2 separate regions of the Sus scrofa genome follow, and region 2 is linked to region 1. Evidence: chromatin contacts called from public Hi-C data. All regions are on one chromosome and are shown on one strand. The core of a region is the stretch at or near the end of the contact, and the rest is flanking DNA. Distances in the headings are between cores, read along the strand shown.

Region 1 (4,206 bases), core at 641-3,140:
TCCCCGTTGGGATGGCTTCGCGTGCATCCCCAGTCGCTGGACACCGAATGACCGCGGGGTCTGGGACCCCTAGTTGGGGGTGGCAGCAGCGCGCGGAGGCGTCGGGCCAAGCGGGCGCGGGCGGCAGAGGCGAGCACCAGCAGCGGAGGCAGCGAGAGGAAGCCCAATACGATGAGCGCTGCCGATCCGCGGTCCGAGAGCAGGGCACGGCACGCGGGGCGGGGCGCCGGGTGGACCTGAGGGCGAGGCGGACCGTCAGGCGGGGCTGGTGGGGCCTCCATCCCGGGATGGGGCCTGGGAGCCAGGGGACTGGGAGGGAGCTCAGCCTCCATTCCAGTTGGAGTGCTGGCGGGGGGGGGGGGGGGGGCACACGGAGCCTGGGCGGGGCCTGAGAACACGTGGATCGGGAGAGGGCGGGGCCTGGCGCCCGCGGACCCAGAGCGGGCGGGACCTCAGCTCCGGGGCGGGGCCCGCAGTTGGGCGGATGGATTGGGTGGGTCCTGGAAGCAGGTGGCCCGGGGCGGGGCCTGAGTTCTGGCGGAGTCGGGTGGCTGGGGCCAGCTCGGGGCCGGGCTTTTCTGAGCCTAGAATGGACGATCGGAGACCCAGGTGGTAAGTGGCAGGAGGAGGAGTTCCTGGAGGGGAGGCTCAAAGAACAGTTGTGCGGTTCCCTGACCCGCGCCTTCCTCCCTTCTCTCCTCTCTGACGGCCCTTCCCTCTGTTGGCATCTGACCTCAAGGCCCTTCCCGGGGGTGTTGCCAGCTGGCACCACCTTCTCGTGTGTGGCTCCGCATTTGGTCCCCTCCTCCACCTTCTGCCTACAGAAGGAGGGACCCGGGGACCCATCTGCCTGTGCCCTCCCCATCCCTAAGCCGCAGCCCGTTCCACAGGCGGGAAGCCGGCCCAGGGTAGGAGGCATCTGCCAGGGGCTCTGGGCGTGGGGACTTCAGACTCCTTAAATCTGACGACATCCCTGTCGTCTCTTCCTGGAACCTCCTCCTCTTCGCACCCCGCCCAGCTGTCCAGGCCCTGGCGGCCCCTGGTACAAGGCCGAGCAGCCTCAGGGGAGGGGAGAGAGCTGTTCCCTTGGGGGACAAACAAAAGCCCTTCTTTTGCTGTGGCCGGCGGGGGGGACACTTGGCAGAGGAAGGGGCTCTGCAGGGAGGGGCACACATGCCTCTGGGGACAAGAGGCCATGCTGGAAGGGGGCAAATCCACCTTCACCCCCCAGGCCCTGAACTTCCACAGGACCTGCTCCCCCCAAGGATCCCAGACCGTGCCCACCCCTGCGCCCGTGGAGGGCTCAGCTCACCCTCGAGTGGCACAGGAATCCCAGGTAGACGATGGTGGCTGCTGGCAGCAGCACCAGCAGGAACACAGTTGCAGGAAGCAGAAGGTGGAGCAGGAGCCCTGCCAGGGCCCGGCCTGACAGCAGCAGGGTCCCTAGGCCTTGGGCGGCCCACCCTGGGGACATCCGTGCAGAGGTCTGGCGGTCAGCAAGACTTCCGGGCAGCATGGGTGCTGTGTCTGAAGTGCCCTCTCCCTCATCCTCCTCTGTCTCCCTCTCCTGCTCACTCATGCTCTCTTAGGCAGTGGGCCTGGTGGGCTCACAGCAGTGGTCACGTGGTATGACTGCCCCCTGCCCCTGCCCCCCTGTCAGACTAGCAACCTTTTCACCCTAGGTCCCCAGGTCAGACCTCCACCCAGCAACCAGATAGTGGAAGAGCTGGAGAGCAGGACCTTGGCCCAGGTAGGTCCAGCCCTGACCATCAGTCTCCAGGGCCACACCTGATCCTTAGGTCCCTCCGCTGCCAGGCTGACTCTCTCTGCCAGGTTACTACAGCTCTGGCCCTGGCCAGTCTCCCCAGCCAGCTCCCGCACATTCTGGTCAGCGCCTGCCAGGCTGTCCTGTCCGCACCGCTCAGCGCCAGGCCCTCCTCCCTCCCCATCCCGCCCTCTCACACAATGACTGCGGTTCATCGGCCTTGACTCTGGCAACTGAAGAGGTCAACACCCACCTCACCCGCAGCCCTAGCCCCTGTTGGTCCCTCAAAGAGAATCAGAAAAGAGCCCCAGAAGATGCTGGATGCCTACACTGAGAGGGCGGGTGGGCCATCCTTAGTGTGGGGCTCAGCACACGGTGGGCGCCCAAGACGAGCAGCTGCCATCCCAGGCACCCTTCCTGCCTGAATCCAGTCCATCCTGAAAAGAGTGGGAGCACGTAGTCCACTCTTCCAGGTAAGGGAGGCGCCCTCCCAGCCCCTCCAAAACCCCAACTGACTTCTCCAATATTGACTCAAACCCTCTTCGCAGCTCCTAGGATCCCAGAATTTCAGAGCACGACAAAGGGTGTTTTCAGTACCTCTGATGGGGAGTTCCCTGGTGGCGCAGTGGGTTAAGAATCTGGTGTTGTGGAGTTCCTGTTGTGACAAACCAGACTAGGATCCATGAAGATGCAGGTTTGATTCCTGGCCTCACTCAGTGGGTTAAGGACCCGGTGTTGCTGTGGCTGATTCAACCCTAGCCTGGGAACTTCCATATGCCACAGGTGCAGCCCTAAAGAGACAAAAAAAAAAAAAAAAATCGGGTGGTGTTGTCACTTGGGTTCCATCTCTGGCCTGGAAACATCCATATGCTGTGGGTACGGCCAAAAACCCTGATAAACAAGCCACCGCCGGCGTAACTAGTCGACACTTAAACCCCTGCGTTGGTTGTCTGTGAGCTGGACCAGGGAGGCTGTATGTTTCGCTTCACTCCACCCACAGGCAGCCTCAGCCCTTCCAACTGGGCTTCTAACATTTTCCAGGCCTCTCCAGCTCACCGCCGTGCTTCAGACACATGGGGACGTGGGCGACGACGGCGACAGTGTACACCTGGTTCAGGGGGCACAGGTGCAGACATGCCTACCAGGACGTAGCTGAGGCTCCCTGCAGCTCCTGCCCACCCTGCTGCCCAGCACACATGCCCTTTAACTGTCTTTGCTGGCACACACGTGACCTCACAGTAGCTGTTTATTTGGCATGACTCTCAGAGGTGGATCTGAGAAAATGTTGCTGTGGTTTATGTCAGAGAGGGTTTGGCCTATGTTTTCCTCTAAGAGTTTTATAGTGTCTGGTCTTATATCCAGGTTTTTAATCCAGTTTGAGTTTATTTTTCTGTATGGTGTGAGGGAGTGTTCTAATTTCATTCTTTCCCATGTGGGTGTCCAGTTTTCTCAGCACCACTTATTTAACAAACTATCTTTTCTAATAGCTGTTTATTTGGAAAAAAAACGGTGAAAATGAATAAAGTTTGGATAGAGAGAGTTCAGACGGCAAGGCTAGCTATCTTATTTGCTTTCCTTTCTTTTCTTTTCTTTTTTTTTTTTTTCTTTTTTTTGCCACCCCGCAGCATATGGAGCTCCCAGGCCAGGGATCAAATCCGAGCCATAGCCTCAAATTAAGCCGCAGCTGTAGTAACACCAGATCCTTAACCCACTGTGCCATGCTGGGGATCGAACCTGCATCCCAGCGCTCTCAAAACACTGTCCATCCTGTTGTGCCACAGCGAGAGCTCCTTATTTCCCTTCCAAGCCCATCCTATCCTCAGGTCCCTTCCTCATTCATTCACTCATTCAACACTCTGTTGAGCCCCCACTGTGCACTGGGCACCTTAAGGCCTGTGGATTCAGAGGGGAATGAGGCCAGCAGGTACCTCTGCCTTGTCGCAGGACAGCTCTGTGGGGGGGCCTGACAGTCTGGCCCCAGTCCGCTGAGGTCACCTGAGCAAGCTGCAGTGCCCCCGGCCCCCATGGCCCTGCTGTCTGGCTCCAAGGAGGCCACCAGGAGGTGGGTTCTAGCTCCCCAGCTCTGACGAGGGCTAGGACAGCCCACAGGGCCCCCAGGCACGGCTGCTGCACCTGTGCGTCCTTCGCGCCCCTGTCATCTGGCCATGCTCCTTATTAAAAAGAACAGCAACAGCAACAACAACAAACAGTGGAAACGAATCCGACTAGGAACCATGAGGTTGCAGGTTCGATCCCTGGCCTCGCTCAGTGGGTTAAGAATCTGGTGTCGCTGTGAGCTGTGGTGTGTAGGTCACAGACTTGGCTTGGGTCTGATGTTGTGGGCCAGTGGCTGGAGCGCCGATTGGACCCCTAGCCTGGAAATCTCCATATGTTGTCGGTGCCGCCCTAAAAAGCAAGGAAAAAAACCCAAAAGAAAACAG
Region 2 (4,206 bases), core at 526-3,025, 160 kb before region 1:
AGCCGCTGGCCTACACAACAGCCACAGCAAGACCAGATCTAAGCCACATCTGGGACCTTCATCACAGCTCATGGCAACACCGGATCCTTAACCCATTAGGTGAGGCAGGGATGGAACCCGCAACCTTGTGGATACTAGATGGATTCGCTTCCACAGTGCCATGACGGGACCTCCTGGACTTTTTGTTTATAACAACTTCCCCTTTCTCCTCTTTATAAGTTTCCTCTCCTCTGTTTTACCAGACTTGTGAGAGGGTCACCACAGTTGGGTGTCCAAAGTCACAACGCATTGCTGCTGCCAAACTCATTTCACAGTAAAATAACTGGCTGTTTTGTTGTTTTAGGTGACCAGCCATTAGCGGGACAAAGAGAAAGGGGCAGGACCCAAACTCTGGAAATGTGACCACAGAGCAGGGGCTTCCTTGGCAGTGGCTGGAGGCCTGGGCAGCGCTGCCCAAGGGCTAGCTGGAAGCCCAGGAGGCAGGGAGCACTGTCCTGTGTGCCGGGAGCCCAGCCCAGGACAGGAGGGGCCCAGGCTCCTCTGACATCATTTCAAAATTATTAAATGGCACTGTCCCAGATAAAATGTAAGAAAGATCTCAAAACAAATTTTTTTTTTGTCTTTTTGTCTTTTTCCAGGGCCACACCCACAGCATATGGAGCTTCCCAGGCTAGGGGTTGAGTCGGAGCTGTAGCCGACAGCCTACGCCAGAGCCACAGCAACGCAGGATCCAAGCTGTGTCTGCGATCTACAGCACAGCTCACAGCGACACTGGATCCTTAGCTCTTTAACCCACTGAGCAAGGCCAGGGATCCAACCTGCAACCTCATGGTTCCTAGTCAGAGTCGTTAACCACTGAGTCATGACGGGAACTCTGCAAAAAATTTTTGATACTTTCTGTAAGTTTGCTTTTGAAACTATTTGTTTCCAAGTAACTCACTGACCATCAACAATCCAGCACAGCTGGGCAGTCATCAAGCATCTCAGTTGGAGTTCCCTGGCACTGTCACCGCTGTGGTGCTGGTCACCATTGTGGTGTGGGGTTGGCCTGGGAACTTCGGAATGTCACAGGTGTGGCCCCTCAGAAAATCCCGTCATCTCAGGGTTTTGTGCAAAGTAGGAAAAGCCACCCCATAAACTTGTTGAGGGTCCTGCACACTCAATTTAGAGATGATGAAAATGGCACCATATAATGTTCAGAGGTAAGTACACATGAATTTCATTTTTTTGCTGTTTTTGTTTTTGTTTTGTCTTTTTCTAGGGCTGCATCCGTGGCATATGGAGGTTCCCAGGTTCACAGAAATGCCAGATCTGAGGCGCATCTGCAACCTACACCAGGGCTCATGGCAATGCCAGATCCTTAACCCACTGAGCGGGGCCAGGGATCGAACCCCCAACCTCATGGTTCCTAGTCAGATTCGTTGACCATTGAGCCACGACGGGAACTCCGATGCTTTCTTTTATTTTGCATTTTCAGGGCCAGGCCCTTGACCAGCCCCTGGGGCTCCCCTGATGCTCCTCCAGTTACAGTCTCTAAAGAATCTCACGGAAAGCCCTGCCTGTGGGTGCCTAGGGATGGGCAGATACCACCCTCCATTAACTGACCCTCTGGCCAGGACCTAAAGGAGAAATTTTATTCATTTGTTTTTGTGCGTGCCCACAGCATTTGGAAGTTCCCAGGCTAGGGATCGAAACCGCTCCAAAGCAGTGACCAGAGCCACTGCAGTGACAACCACAGGATCCTTAACCCGCTGTGCCACAGGGAATTCTGAAACTTTATTAATTTTAAAACAATATGGAAAAAATGCAAAAGTTTGGCCAAAAAGCAGTCGTTAAGAAGAGCCCATTAGCTGTACCCTTGCTCCTAAAACTTAAGTTAAAAAGTAAGCAGGGGAGGAAAACCGGACAAGAGAGACTAGGCCAGCAGCAGGAGCAACCGGCCAGGCGGAGCCTGGCACCCAAGCGGGCCTAGGCCACGCCCCTGGGCGGGGCTACCCACCGCTCCTCCAATCACCGCAGCGCCAGGGGGCGTGGCCTCGGGATCCAGCAGCTCCCAGAGCTCCTGCGCTGGTCGCCTCAGCCCATCTCTCCTTCCCTAAAGTAGGTGTGTTGCGGCTGGAGTTTCGTCCCTTGAAACCCAAACCCGGAGAGCGGCCCCTAGGGGCTTGTAGGTCTTCGCCTCCACGGACTGGCCGCCTCTCCAGGGCCGCGGTGGTCCGGCCCCGAGGGGGCCAAGGGGGCAAATGCCGAGCGCGCTGTTGCCCAGCAGCACCTTCCCCTCCTGAGCCCCGGTCGTACAGCCTGGAGGGTGACAAGGGAAGTACAGAGCGGGGAACTGCCCAGCAGCGCGTCTCCGGCCCCGGCTACACAGCAGCGGCGACGAAGGCGGGACACTCGCAGCGAGCGGCAGCGAGTCCCTCCGGACTGCGAGGAGCGGCCGCGGGCTTCCGATACGTCACTTCCGGATCCCGGCTTCCGTGTCGACAGCCTCACTTCCGTTCCGGCTCGCCCCGCCCCCGGCCCCGCCCCGCCGCCCGGAGGGACCCGCGGGTCCGCTCGGGGCCCGCCCACCTCACCTGGGCCGGGTCTGCTGCCGTTCGCTCCCGGAGCCACCGTCGCCGGGAGGTGGGCGGGGCCCTGTGTGTGGGCGGGGCGGCGGGGCGGCGGGGCGGCGGGGCGGCGGGGCGGCGGGGCGGCGGGGCGGCGGGGCGGCGGGGCGGCGGGGCGGCGGGGCGGCGGGGCGGCGGGGCGGCGGGGCGGCGGGGCGGCGGGGCGGCGGGGCGGCGGGGCGGCGTCCCGAGGCTACGTGGTCCGCGCGCCGTCTGGCCGCGGGCTTCCTTGGTGGGTGACGTCCTGAATAAAGCTGGCCGGGCGGGTTGCCTCCGGGGGTCGCCCCTCTCTCCGGCCTCCTCCCTCCCCCGGCCTGCGGACCCCCTTGCGGGCGCGGCCATTGGGCACCCCAGAGCCTCGGCCCGCGCGTGGCCCAGTCGTCCGGGGCCGTCCATCCTCCCGAGGCCCGGCAACCGCAGGGTGACTGTCCCTCGCGTCCACCACGTGAAGCCCCCAGGCCGCCTCTCAGGGTGGATGGCGCGGCCGCGGGGCGCTGTCTCGCTCGACACAAGGCCCCCGGGGCGGGCCCCGCGTTCCTGCCCCGCGTCCGCTCAGCTCCTGAAGCGGAGCTGGGGCTGGGGGTCTCCGGGTCCGGTGGAGGCCCAGGAGGGGCGGGGGCTGGGCGTCCTCGGGCAGGGCTGGGGGCTCGGCGCCCTGCACGCTGGGAGGGATCAGAGGCCGGGCAGGGACACTGCGTCCGGGGTCTTTGCGTTTTCTACCGTCGACCGTGGCGCCCCCCGAGGTGGGATAAACCGTCCCCTCCAGAGCTAAAGGGGGCGATCGCCTTCCAATTCGTTGCAGTTGGTATTTTTCTGCCCCAAATCATAGAAGATTGGAAATTATATGTATAATGGCAGACTCCTGCAGGGCGCTGATTCTAGCTAGCTGTCATTTGCAAATTGGCTTGGGAAACCAGAGCTATGCCTTCATTCTAGTCCTCAGGTGATTTTTCTGTACCCGGTTTTGGAGGCCTGTGGAGGTCCAGGCAGTTCCCCCTGTGTTCATGTTCCGAAGCCTTGCTTACCCACCACTGCTGTAAAAGAAAGAAAACAACTCTCTTTAGAGGCAGATTTTGTGTTCAGTGGCTTAAAGTTTTTTTTGTGTTTTAATATGTCCTTTAACAAAAACCTTTCAACTTGCAAGTAGCGTTTTAAAGTAGAATGAAACTGTATTAATCAGCATGAAAAGGAGCATTAAGAAAGGGAATTGGAAAGTTTTTACATCAAAGAAATCTGTTTTTTTTGAAAAAATTTTTCTTCATTGAAGTATAGTGATTTACAGGTCGTGTTAGTTTCAGGTGGACAGCAAAGTGATGCAGTCATACAGAGATACCTACTCTTTTTAGACTATTTTCCCCGATAGCTTATTGCAAGATATTGAATGCAGTTCCCTGTGCCTTACAGTTGGTCCTTGTTAAGAAATCTATTTTCAATGAGCAGACCAGTGAGAAAATAGAGAGAAGCCAAAACACAAGAAAAATCAGGACAGTCTGATATTGTGCCTCCCAGAGCTGACCATGCTTGGCGACCGGACCTGTGTTCTTCTGAACCATTCGTACTTTTTAAACCAGAATGTGTTGTACAGAGGTCTTGTAAC

Evidence for each region. Hi-C and Micro-C count contacts between places; a contact is called where the count stands out from the background.
Region 2: a Hi-C map of skeletal muscle shows a contact between it and region 1, with 2.5 times the contacts expected there. The contact joins the promoter of SLC35E2B here to the promoter of TMEM88B in region 1. A contact is called at or near these places in 1 of 5 promoter capture datasets (fetal liver), 4 of 47 Hi-C or Micro-C datasets (embryonic fibroblasts, liver, retroperitoneal adipose tissue and 1 more) and 1 of 2 datasets of contacts at active chromatin or transcription factors (alveolar macrophages).

Annotation. Positions count from the first base shown.
Region 1 is chr6:63,684,226-63,688,431 of Sscrofa11.1, reverse strand. It overlaps TMEM88B (transmembrane protein 88B), which reads right to left and starts at 1,890. Exons shown (of 2, transcript XM_003127505.3): 1 at 1,313-1,890; 2 at 1-236. The coding sequence starts at 1,579. It overlaps ANKRD65 (ankyrin repeat domain-containing protein 65), which reads left to right and starts at 2,023. Exons shown (of 6, transcript XM_005653352.3): 1 at 2,023-2,238; 2 at 2,314-2,459; 3 at 2,807-4,206.
Region 2 is chr6:63,839,969-63,844,174 of Sscrofa11.1, reverse strand. It overlaps SLC35E2B (solute carrier family 35 member E2B), which reads left to right and starts at 1,775. Exons shown (of 10, transcript XM_021097474.1): 1 at 1,775-2,625.